Linked DNA regions of Drosophila melanogaster: all the other regions are linked to region 3. Evidence: chromatin contacts called from public Hi-C data. All regions are on one chromosome and are shown on one strand. The core of a region is the stretch at or near the end of the contact, and the rest is flanking DNA. Distances in the headings are between cores, read along the strand shown. Region 1 holds the start of CG3902. Region 2 holds the start of Sfxn2 (Sideroflexin 2). Region 3 holds the start of CG18135.

What was found. Hi-C and Micro-C count contacts between places; a contact is called where the count stands out from the background.
Region 1: a contact with region 3 is called in a Hi-C map of the Kc167 cell line, with 9 times the contacts expected there. A contact is called at or near these places in 25 of 107 Hi-C or Micro-C datasets (the Clone 8 cell line, the D17-c3 cell line, the Kc167 cell line and 11 more) and 4 of 7 datasets of targeted methods (all in the Kc167 cell line).
Region 2: a contact with region 3 is called in a Hi-C map of the Kc167 cell line, with 2.2 times the contacts expected there. A contact is called at or near these places in 11 of 107 Hi-C or Micro-C datasets (the Kc167 cell line, the OSC cell line, the S2 cell line and 5 more) and 2 of 7 datasets of targeted methods (both in the Kc167 cell line).

The regions. Positions count from the first base shown.
Region 1 is chr3L:18,896,549-18,900,687 of dm6, forward strand. It overlaps CG3902, which reads right to left and starts at 1,745. Exons shown (of 4, transcript NM_140812.3): 1 at 1,592-1,745; 2 at 1,396-1,501. The coding sequence starts at 1,627. RpL26 (Ribosomal protein L26) reads left to right here and starts at 2,556. Exons shown (of 2, transcript NM_001316443.1): 1 at 2,556-2,591; 2 at 2,758-3,860. The coding sequence starts at 2,772. The coding sequence ends at 3,221. It overlaps arx (asterix), which reads right to left. Exons shown (of 2, transcript NM_140814.2): 2 at 4,047-4,139.
Region 2 is chr3L:19,060,298-19,064,972 of dm6, forward strand. Sfxn2 (Sideroflexin 2) reads left to right here and starts at 2,868. Exons shown (of 4, transcript NM_140829.3): 1 at 2,868-3,419; 2 at 4,030-4,298; 3 at 4,548-4,675. The coding sequence starts at 3,404. Ugt316A1 (UDP-glycosyltransferase family 316 member A1) reads right to left here and starts at 2,519. Exons shown (of 4, transcript NM_001300182.1): 1 at 1,706-2,519; 2 at 1,444-1,638; 3 at 1,090-1,303; 4 at 1-1,033. The coding sequence starts at 2,151.
Region 3 is chr3L:18,995,559-18,999,549 of dm6, forward strand. It overlaps CG18135, which reads right to left and starts at 2,725. Exons shown (of 2, transcript NM_176346.2): 1 at 2,443-2,725. The coding sequence starts at 2,454. CG3808 reads right to left here. Exons shown (of 4, transcript NM_140826.2): 2 at 3,388-3,991; 3 at 2,950-3,293; 4 at 2,317-2,887. The coding sequence ends at 2,965.

The DNA of each region.
Region 1 (4,139 bases), core at 495-2,994, 100 kb before region 3:
TGAGAGGATCTTGGATGAGAGAGGCTTATAATTTGAGGGCTCGAACTCGCGCTTTGGTAAATTGCTTTCTTTATGTGCCGGCCGCTCAACGAGGAACACCACGGCCAACCGAGAAATATCAGCGACGAAACTCGATGTTCAGCGTTGGCGGTGGGCAAAAGCTATTTTTAGAACACGCGTGTGTGTGTGTGTGAGCAGGGTGGGCGTGTGTGCGGGGCCCACCCCTTTTTCCTTCAGCCCACCTGGGTAAGTTTTCTCACTGGTAAATTATTATTATTATCAATTAATTATAATTTTTTAAAGAATTAAGCAGGTGGGAGGAAAATTTTTCCATCGGGAAAAAAGCTTGTTATAAGGTTAGACCTTGAACTTGCCAAGCTGGCAGCTTTAGCTCTTCGGCCATTAATTGTGCACTTTTTAAGAATACATATATTCATTTAGTTTAAGTGAACACTTTTAAACACATTTGACACAACACGATATTCGAAATATTATTATATATATTATATTATTATATTATTTGTAACTTTCTAAATTTAATTATATTCATTAAACATGCATGTAACCAGCTTTAAGAAATCGTATGATTTTTAAGAGCTAACCTTATTATGGCAGTACATAACAAAATTGTCACCTAAGGACCTCAGTGGGATGAATCATTAATATTTTGTAACTTTTAAGCATACTATTATTAAATACTGAAATAGTTTTATTAAAAATTATTTTATATAGATAAAAATATTTTTCACCAAAGGGAATAAATTATAAACATAGAAACACATTCAAGGACCTCATTTACCTTAAAAATATTAGGTTTATTACACTACAAAAAATTTAAGGGATTAATCATTACAAATTATATAATAATCGCCAGAAAAATTAATTTAATAAGGAATTAATTATAAGGTAATAATCGTTGATCGTCATTTTACAATAAGGATCAAATCGGAAATTGTATATCTTGTAATATTTAAACATACAAACGTCATAAAGAAAATGGACAAACCTACCCACTAATACTTAGTGACATTTTACTTCTACTATCAAAATAAAAATGTGCTTATCTGGCAAGCGGCCTCCTCCGCGTTTCCCTCAACTGAATAAACTTTATCAGCAAAAAAGGAAAAAAAAAAGAACAAAACTCGAAAAATACGAATACACACATAGTAGTGCAGCAAGACTTCAGCTGGTTAGCACAATGGAAAATTAATAAATAACAAGAGCATCATTAAAATGCGATGCTTGGTGTTACGTAACACCAAGCAAGTTCTAAACACCATAAAAATATCTAAAAATTCGACATGGAGAAAAAACACGCCTATCAAATGGGGACTACAACTCCGTGTACAGTACCATTAACACTATGATCTATTTAGATCCAAAGGGTATACTCACCAGTCTCCTTCATCATTTTCTCATCGTCGGTGAGAAAGGTGAGGGGTGGGGGGAGACCAGTTGCCGAGGACATCGCAGCACTTTGCTGACGTGCAGCGTTAGCCAGCTAAAAAGTTAATTAATAAAGAAAAAGGAATTAGTTGTAGGCATATATGTATGTATAAAGGTGTCGGTTAGGGGGGCGTGGCCAACTCACCATGCGCACGGGCAATTTCTTTAGGCTGTTCATCATCTTGAATGAAGTGGAAGAATTGATTTAATCAAGAGGCCAAACTGGACTTTTTTGAATTTTGGATCTGATCCCCAGAGACACCACAACGTTAAAAGTGGGCTGCTCACACGCGACTGAATTTCCATTCTCCACATATGTGGGGATCGTGGACCATAGGAAACCTGTTGCTGTTGGCGAAGCGCCATGTTAGTTAACAGCGGGCTGTATTTCGTTGAGCTTTTCGGTAACATTCTGTTAGTGCGGATGATCAACAGATGTTACTGAACTTTCTTCAACGCTGGTAAAAATATGAATTCAATCACTGAATTGCTATTGATTCTATTAAAACTATTTGTCTATATTTTTTATATTACTTACATATCTACTTTATTAATGGCCTTTCGTTAGATCCTTGATCTGTATTTCATTTTTTACAAAGGTATTAAGAACCGTTATTAAATTATAACTATCAGTATGTTGACATGTGAAAAATATGCTTTTAAAACGTAATAAAAACGTTTAACGAAAATTTAAAATTATTTTTATTTTTCACGAGTTGGGAAAAATTTAAACTGGTTTCCAATTGGAAAATATTGAATTGTAACAGTGAAAACAAGACCACGATTTTAGCAAAGACACACTCCCTTGAAGTGTTGCAAAGCACATGCTTTGAATTTGACAGTTCACGACTTAGAGATGACAGTGTTATCGATACTAGCTGAATTAAATTAAACAGTTACAGGAAGACATAAACAAAACAGTAAATATTTAAACAATTTCATAGGAAAAAAATAAGCGTAGAAGAAGGAAAATGAGCTATCAAAACCATTTATAAACGTAGAATCCAATGCTCTTCACCCCTGACAAGTACAACCGATAACATCGTTAACTATCGTTACGAAATACCACCTCCAGCACTGCCTCTTTGCCATCCCTAACCGCGACCCATCTGTCAAATTTCTTTCTTTTCGTTGATTTTTCGACGGTGAGTGCGTTTTCGTGATTAATTTCGTTTTTGGCCCGGCATCCCCACATATTATGCCCCATAAACAATGAAATCGAGCAGAGAAAACAACGCACGACTCGTTCGTGCAATTATTGTGAATTTCGGAGAGCCCGCCAATAAAGCAGTGCCTATTTTTTGTTTACAGCCCGCACAAGCAAGATGAAACAGAACCCGTTCGTGTCGTCGTCGCGCAGGAAGAACCGCAAGCGTCACTTCCAGGCTCCCTCCCACATTCGCAGGCGCCTCATGTCCGCTCCCCTCTCCAAGGAGCTGCGCCAGAAGTACAATGTGCGTTCCATGCCCATCCGCCGCGACGATGAGGTCCAGGTGATCCGCGGCCACTTCAAGGGCAACCAGGTGGGCAAGGTGGTCCAGGCCTACCGCAAAAAGTTCGTCGTCTACGTCGAGAAGATCCAGCGCGAGAACGCCAACGGCACCAACGTCTACGTGGGCATCCATCCCAGCAAGGTGCTGATCGTCAAGCTGAAGCTCGACAAGGACCGCAAGGCCATCCTGGAGCGTCGCGGCAAGGGTCGTCTGGCCGCTCTCGGCAAGGATAAGGGCAAGTACACCGAGGAGACCGCCGCCCAGCCCATGGAGACCGCGTAAATCGCCGGCTAAAACTCTGCTCTGGACAACTGGGACGTCGCTGTTTACTGTTTTTACCGTAACGCTTAGTGTAAAAAACAAAACATCTGAAAAAAATCGCGTGTGAAAACGGCGCCATTCTTTACAATAAAGGAAAGTTGATTTTCACAAATGGATCTGTTGGCTTATTTCCCTGAATGAAGTTTTAGATAAATGTGCCGGAAAACCGACGTAGCTGAGAAGTTTTGGAGTAGTTTAAAAAGAGACGCTCTGCTATTTGTTTTGCAAAGATTATTGATGTTTGATTACTGCCCGATTAGATTCTGTTTCAGATATAACTTATACTGCCATCTTCTCCATATTTTTGTTACTCTAAAAGTTAAAACCTTTAATTGACTTGCATTAGCTTGAAATAGAGTTTTCATTGAATTTGGACTTATAAAATGCTGTATTTGGCATCCATCCATTCAAATTAATAGTCAAATGATTGATTTAAGTTAAGCTTGTAACCAAAAATCCAAAAATAGCAGATTTAATACGTAATGGCTACTTACATGTATAATCGATCGTGTATTCCTACTATACAATCTTGATAAGCATCAACAGCAAACTTTCAAAGCTATTTAACTTTCCCAAAGAGTTTCATTTTGTAGGTAGAATAAACAGAACAGACCGATTTGAAAAACAGCCAATATTATTAGGATAACTAAAGAAACCAATATACGTCGGATTTCCCCTATTTATATACCCACTTTGGCAATAACGAATTAAAGGTATAAACGAATAAAGGTATTGTTGGGGATAAACTGATAGGTTAAGGAAGAGTAAGAAACGAGTATTTTTTTTGATAAGAAACAAAGTGAAATGCTTTATTTCACGATTATCTGTGTCGTTAATGGAAAAAGGCACATAGTTTACACATGTACATGAATTTGGGAT
Region 2 (4,675 bases), core at 1,618-4,117, 65 kb after region 3:
CCTCCTGTGATGTCTTTCGATCGCTTGAGTATATCCGCTGCTGATTCACGTACAACTGCAAGGGCGGCACCTGCCCGAGCAGCTGAATCGGAGGTGGGGGAGTTAGGTCCAGTGGCGTAGTGGACGCTGTCGATGGACTCGTCGGTGAATTGGAGCTCATGCTCGAAGAGCTGGACCGCGCCGATAAAGATTGAGCGGATCGCGTTCTTCTGAGCGACTCTGTTCCCTTGGGAGATCTACTACTCCCCTGGTCACCATAGCTGTGCACTCTGCCAACCACTTTCAGGTTGGTTCTGTATGGTGGCTGATCCTGCGCGGCTTGGCTGTGGTAGGATTTTCTTAGTATAAAGCAAATGGCCAGGAAAGGAATGGTTAAAATTCCAAAAAAGCCCACTGCTATTATAAGCAGAACATCCACACCTTCAGCTCTCCAAAAGTTTAAGGTATTGGCGTGCGACTTAAGAAAGTCAGCTCCTCCAGACTCCAATATAAGCTGTATCTTTCGCACAGCTTTTCCAACTGGCGTGGAATCGCGGCTAATCAGTCGTTCTTTGAGTTGACCCAACTTCTCCACATAGCTGGTATTCAGGGTGAGCTGTCTTATGCCGTGGAGCAGCGAATCGTAAGCTAACGAGTCGTAGCCAACGGTCACGGAGACTCCATGTCGCTGCAAGCGCTTAGCCATCACCTCTTGTTCGGCTAGAATGGGTATGGCAAGTACTGGCTTTTGTCCACTAATCGATTCCCAAACGCTCAACTGACCGCAGCTGCTAATAAACATCTTGACCTGCGGATGGTGAAGGATGGCCTGTTGTGGCCACCAGTCAGCAATCATAACGTTCTCTGGCAGCACCTGTTCCGCCGTAAACTCCTCCTTTTCCCACTTCAGCAAGAAGTGAAACTCCTTGAGGTGGCCAAACACATCCAGAATAATGGCCAACTTTTCCTGAGGCAGTTGAGCTGTTTCCACATCGGCGCCCAGGCTAAAATAGATAACCCCACTGGGAGCCGATTCCATGAACGACAGAAGATGCTAAAAACAATTAAAGTAAGTGATTTGAATTTATGAATGAATGCATTTAGACATACTTTTGGCAAATTGTCATCATTTAAGTGGCTTAAGTGCAGGCCGCCCACTTCCACCATGTTGGGCAAATATGCACGGGGATAATGTAGGCCTGGATGCGAGTTAATCAAGGCCAAACTGAGATTCTTTGTCAGATCTCTATAAAGCGGCAGCTCCTTAACGAGCAGTTCGAAGTGATTTGTGTACACGGATTGCTGGGAGATCAAGTGGAAAAAGCTGCAAAATACAAAAAAACGGATCCTGTTAAACTGAATGTAAAGAAAGATTATTTTCCTATTGATAATATAAATTGCTGATGATTAACTTGTCTCGAAATGCTACACAATTATACAAGTTATACTGCAGTAAGATCGTACTTGTAGGTCAAGCGCTCAAAGGTGCTCATAAGCGAGTTTAGAATCCTCTGCCTCGTGTTCATTCTCTCCGTGAAGGGCAGGAAATTGCTGGGATCCAGTGAGGACGATTGCGGATTGCCAAACATGTTATTCAGCCAGGAATTCGCGCCAGTGGGACTGACTGCAACGGTGGGTATGCCATAGTAGAAGGCCAAGCTAAAAGAGAACAGATTTCCATTTGAAATATATACCAAGGAAACCCGTTTTTGGCTTTCGGACTCACCCTAGCAGAGCATCGCTTAAGAACAGGTCCACTATGAGTAAGTCGAACTTTTCGCCGCTGGTCAGGAGCTTCCGGACCTGGGGATCCGACAGCAAAATGTCCACATTGGTGGTGCCAGCGTAGATCAGCCGGGTGAACCTTTCCATCACACTCTGGGCCCGCATTTCCTCGGCCTCAAAACTCATGCCCATGTCGAGCCAGTTTTCCCGCAGCCCTTCGATGCGCAGCTCCCTGATTTTGGGTATTTCCGCATCCACACCTTCCTGCGCGGCATGTGGACTGATCAGAGTTACGGAGTGGTTGCCCGAACTCTCCACCAGCTCCTGAAGCAATCTCCGGCCAAAGAGATAGTGGGATTTCCAGACACTGGGAAAAACTGTCAGTACATTGGCGCCCAGGACGATGCCGCAGAGCAGCGTGCCCAGAAACACTTGCAGGATTTGCATTTTGTGTTTGTGGATTATATCCGCAGTGGCCTTTGCATCCGCTTCTACATCCGCATCCGCATTCGTGTCTGTGTTTCTGCTTTTCCGGTTTTTTTTTTTTTTGCAAAAACACACACAAACACTGGCGCTCAGCCCATACACAACGCACACACACGCACAAGTACGTGGCTTCTATTATTATCTGCTGCTTCTGCTCCCGCTTTTTTCGCCGATTTTCATCATCTTGCCGCCACGATGCGATGGCAAAATATCACAGCTGTTGAAAAATGCACACAAATTGCCAAATAAAATGCAGTGCAAAACGCAACGAAAGTGAAAAGAACAGCAGCAACAACTGCGGCTTTGTCGTCGTCTCCTGCGAATGGCATTCAGAGATGTCCGGCTAGCTGTTCAGACCGGCAAATCTAGCTATTTTGCAGCTGAAAGAAGCATTAGCGATGCCGCGTTAACATCTGAAATTTAAAGCGTGTCTTAATAGCAAGCAGTTGGCGAGTATACAAAACTTGTGCCATGGAAAAAACACTCGTGCTCTGAATACCTTACTTTTAACATGATTAATAATAAAGTTACTGAATTATACATTACATTACATTATTGAATTTCTAGAGATTACTGCATATTTTTATGCGAACATGAACTGCTTGCTTGAAGCCATGGCACCTTCCACTGCTTGCCTGTGGCTTTTCCCGCCTGATCTACGCACGGTCCCACTATTGTGCAAAGCCACCCCCACCCCGCCACATTGCTTCTTCTTCCTTACCATCGCAGTAAACAATTTGAAAATTGCATTTATACGCGACTGAGTTTGCGAATCATTCGGCAAATTGCACAACAAAAGAAGTGCTAAATTGAGAGGTTGCGGCGAGCACAGCAAGTACTTGTGGATGCACAAACTCAGAGCGAAAAAAGACAAACAGAGAGCGGCAAACAAAACAACTTTTTTTCCAATTGGAAGAGTGCCAAAAAAAACGGAGAGCGACATAAAAAGTGAACATTTGAACCGCATTACGAGGCAGAAAAGTGAATTGAACAGCTGGCGGATCAGGTGCGTGGCTAAAACGAATCATTTGCTGTTAAATCGGCCCTAAGCAAACACATAAGGTGAGAATCTGCCCAAAAGCGCAAGCGGCCAAAACAACAACAATAACAAAAGCAAGCCGCCATAAACCGGCAACAGCTGAAAGTTACTGCTTACGTAAGCCGCTCGCAATTACAAATTACAAGCAGTTAGGCAATTGGATCAGCAGCCAAAATGTCGCAGGTATCAAGTAAGAATCAAATCAAAACCACCACTTTATATGGGCTCCCACGAATATCGAATATATTGAGCATTCAAGTGAATACATACACATAGAGGAATCAAAGCAAATAAGTTTTTGATGAATCATTTCTTATGCATATTTTGTGAAAATAAATAACATAAAAGGATATTCATTTCACAGCATCTTCATTATCTAATCAGTTTTGTTGTGTTTTTTTTTCGAAAGCTTTTCAAAAACATAAGACTGATTATGACATTTACTCAACACTTTCTAATATCAATTTATTGTATAAATGAATCTATTCATTTGTTAAAAAAGTTTTAAGAATTAATAAATCTATAGCCATAATTTTTTATTATTTCCATTTTGATTCTCAAAATTCTGTAAACTACATATTTTAAAAATTAAAAGTCAGCTAGAGCTTGTATGTAATATTTCAATTAATACACTTTAATATATAACGTGGCAGCCAAAATAAATGTACTTTCATCAAATTTTAAACAATCTTCAAATAGTAGCAGTATCTAAAATAATGTACTTAATAAATTTGATATTTGAGAGAGCCCAGAGATACGATCATTCTATGCCCACTGACCCAACCAATCCCTAACCCTAGCCCTCATCGATGTGGACAAGCCACTCTTCGATCTCAGCACCTTCGCTGGGCGCTTCCAGTACTTCGCCTGGATGACGGACCCCCGCACCGTAGTCGTATCCAGCGATCGCCTGCTGGAAGCCAAAGCAATGGTTGAACGCTACCGGAAAGGTGACCAATCCCCGCCGCTGAAGCCGGAGGAGGTGCACTACAACATGAAGCTGTACAACTCAGCCTTTCATCCGGATACCGGCGAGCTGCAGAACTTTTGCGGCCGCATGAGTTTTCAGGCAAGTCTCGAGATGGGTTCGGCACGTGGTCGCTGAAAATAGAAGCGTCTGGCGTGGACGCCTTGTGAATGGGTTGCCAAAAACACAAGGAAGGCACGACGATATCAAGACCAATTGCTCGGAATGCCAAATCTTCGAGCATTTTGTTGGTTTTAGCATCAAAGAACCTGTTCCCTTAAGGGCTTATCTAAATCGATGCTTACATATTTAAGCTTTACTAATTGCTTTGTGTATTTGGTCTATCTTCAGGTACCCGGAGGCATGTTGATCACCGGTGGCATGCTGGCCTTCTATCGCACCGTGCCCGCCGTGGTGCTCTGGCAGTTCATCAACCAGTCCTTCAATGCGGTTGTTAACTACACGAATCGCAATGCCAA
Region 3 (3,991 bases), core at 1,475-3,974:
TTGGTGCGGGGACCAACGAAATCAAGAAAATTCCACTTGTATCACAGTTAATTGTTTGCACTATGCGGCGTATGCGCAATATTTCAGTTTCTTTAGCTAGGCAAGCATTTTGTACTTGGGTATTGGGCCTGTTGGCTTTTATGTACTGCTGGTTTTGTTATTCGGGTTTGTATCCTTTGTGGACAGTGGGAACTAGGACGCTGTAGACGGTCCGTCGTCACAAATCGACGTTGCAATCGCAACTGTTTCGGGCGCTTTTGTTGTGCGCGCAATTTAAACGATTTCTTTTTATCGAAACTGAGTGGCGGAGCTTTTTTCTTTGTGCGAGAGTCGTAGTCGTATCCGACGACTTGGCGATTTGTTTTGGTTTTCAGTCCGGCGGTACAGTTGCGGCTGGGGCTTTTTCGAAATGTTGTTGGCCTCTACCGACGGGCAGCGACGAAACAAAAACAGAAAACAGCGAAACACACCAGATAATACAGAAAACATGAAGATTAATCGAATTAGCAATGCCCTCGATCGTCCAGAATCAGGACAGGAGAACAAAGCGGAATATGCGAAATTTAATCAACCGTCTAGGTGGTAATCAAAATGTTCCTAGGCTAACTGTTTATGAGTGGGCATAATTAAACGGCACTGGTTGATCCATTTAAAGTACCGATAAGGGAAAACAGAGTGCTTTGTCTGTAGAATAACTAGGAGAATATTAGCAAGGAATGTTGCTTTGGGCTAAATCAATAAAAAGAATATATAACTAGAAAATACAGTGCAATATACTAGCTGGTCGGATAAAATAATGTTTACTCATTGATTATCTTTTGCCATTATAAGTTTAAACATACTCAAACCCTTTTGCATACCAAAATTCACAAGTGAAACCCAATCCCCGGCCGAGTTACGTGAGGTCAGTCTTCAAATATACCCACATTCACAGGGTATCCCACTAAAACTCCCCATAAAATGTGCTGTGTAGTTGCGCTGCTCGGCGTAGCACGCAATCCAAAAGCTCGCAGCCTGAGCGCGGATGACAACAAGAGCACATTGGAGAACCCAAACCCCGGTCCATCCCCCACTATGCCACGAGGCCATTTGCTCCGCCGAGAAAACGTGTTGGTCGTGTGCAGCTGTCGGCGGCGATGGTGTTACGCACGTGAAGCGGTTTTCAGTCCGATGTGTGGGGCGTAGTCGTAGCCAGGCCCTCGCCGCAGCTTCTCGTCCACATCCACCAGCACATCGACATCCACATCCACAGACATGGCATCAGCCGAAAAGCTCTCTCCGGAAGACCGCCATATATCTCTCTCTAGGGGAACCGGTTTTCGTCGGTTGAAAATTTGCTGTTTTCCTCGCTGTTTGTTTACATCGCACAGTTAGTTGAGTGTTTGTTTGATAAGGCAAGAACTATTCAAGCTTTTCGGCTTCGGAAACAAAGCTCTCCGGTCAAGGTCTTGGGCTCCCTGTTCCGATCGTAATCGCATATTTTGGGTGTTGCTAGTTGTTGCTATATCTTGGCTTACACGAGGCCATAAATATAGCCGAATGAATAAACAAATTCAGCCGCATTTTATTCACTTTCCTGCCAATTTCTCCTTTTCTCTTGATTTATAATAGTTGCGGCGCACAATGTTTTCATATTTATTTATGTTGCTATATTTTGTACAATCAATTTGCCGAGTAGCCGAATCGCCCCACTGGCTCCAAAGTCCAATTTATTTGTTTTTCTTGTTTATTTCGTTAATGTTTACGAAAGCTTATTTTGGCTTTCCACTATAGTTATATGTATGTTTATGTGTGTGTACGTGTGCTATTAACACACCCCCTTCTAGGAAGTCGAGTCGCATAAAAATTCAGGGCTGTCGCGTCCCGATTTGTTTTTCTACATAGTATATTCAACATGATATCGGTCACGTTTGCTTGTTGTTCTCTTTTTCAAAACAATAATATTTTTTTGTTTTATTCTATAAGACTTTGCTTACGGCTACATCTGTTGTTTACATCATCCAACCACTTCTCGTTAAGAACATGTAATCGGAAAGGCGAAATAAGCGAATGCGATTGTTTACCTTAGATAAGATTTATATAAACACATTTTATTGAGCAATATCCGTGCGATCAGCCCCATACGTATTAACTATTAAGTTGGCCAATTTCATTACGGCACATCTCTGGCCTTAACTAGTTAATTGCACTTCTACGACTTTTTAAATATTCAACTTTATAAAAAAAAACAGCCATAACTCAAATTGCCTTAGTAAATTAATAAAACTTATCTTTAGACAAACAACGAAACAACTGAATTCGCGTCATACGCATGAAGTCATTTTCGAATCTTTTAATATGGTTGATAGATCAATATCAACGTCAACATCTTTTAAATACTACCCTTTCTACTTTTAACAATAGAACATATGTTTAGACTATGAAATAATCGTTAACTGGTACCTGGTCGGACATGATCAATGATCGTTGTCAGGGTCGTTGTTCATCAATTTGCCCTTGAGGGGGCGTTGGACTTGTAGCACCTCTCAGCTGTTTTTTCACGCGGTTTCTACACCTTTATGAGAACTTTATGAGCACCACACTTCCACCGGAGCAGCGATTCTTATCACGCACACAGGGGCCTCCAGAGGCCTGAATAACACTGATGGGGATGTCGGACTATGTCGAGTTGAACAGGGCTTTAAACTTAGTCTTTTGCTAAATAGGAAGTCGCTTCTGTCACTTTTTCCACTTCCTCCCCGTCGCACAGCGTAAATACAATTAAATCAATTTAAAACAATAAAAGTCGTAGAGCAGTCGCCACAAAGAGAGACAATGATAGAGGGCAGCATCGCGGCAGATAGGAGGTACTGAGACATATTGGGTGTCTCAGCGAATCGCAACTGACCTAAAAGATTATAGAAAGAGATTAAGCAAATGTGCAAGAGATTGCAGCGAAGTGAACTGTACCCGGCAACAAACACGTCACGTTACGGATGTGGTGTTCTCCTCGCTAACAGCTTCTTCGGTTGCCTCAGACTTTGACTGTGCAGCTCCCTCCGCTGGCGATGACTTCTCATCCGCCTTTGTTTTAGGTTCACGCTCGAACAGAATGACCAGCTCGGTGTGCATGGTGTGGGGAAACATGTCAACGGCCACAGCGGACTTTGGGTAGAATGGCTCCCCCTTGTATTGCTTAGACTCCGGTCTGGCCAGCTCGATGAAATTCCGCTTAGCACTGTGCGGATTGCAGGAGACGTAGACCAGACGATTGATGGCATCGGCTGATCGAATTGCGGCTATCGAGCGGTGGTCTGAAAAAAACAAATAAGAAATTTGGAAAGGTATAGCGCTTTGAACCTTAAAATAATTCAGCAAATTTATAATATTTAAGCAACGTAAACTTACGCAGTCCAGCCCTGGGGGGATCCACCACGGCAATAAGATCCAATGGTTTACCCGGCTCCTGATCGTAGAGAGCTTCGCGCACCATACTCTTGATGAAATCATCTGCATTTCCTGTAAAGAACTTTGCATTTTTAATGCCATTCGCTTCCGCATTAAACTCGGCATCCTTAATCGCATCAGGGACGATCTCCACGCCCATCACTTTCTTGCAGTGCTTGGCGAACGCAAGGGTAATGGTGCCAGTACCACAGCAAATATCCAACATAGTTGTGTCCTTAGTAGGAGCAACTAGATCAATGGCCTTTTGATACAACACGTTGGCTCCTTCTGTGTTGATTTGGAAAAAGGCCAGTGGGCTGATTCGAAACTGGAGACCCTGTATGGTATCGGTGATGTGGGTGCTGCCCGAAATGTGTTCCACCGGATTAATCGTCTGACCTGCTTCCCGATGCTTGACATCTTGGTAATACAGAGAGCTGCATTTGTACGGAGCATCATTTGCCAGATCTTCGTAGAAGGACTTCAGTTCTTGCTTAAGTTCAACTTGTTCGTCTTCACTTAAGTTCGAGGAGTATATGCCCGCCACCAGCATTAGTTCACCTGT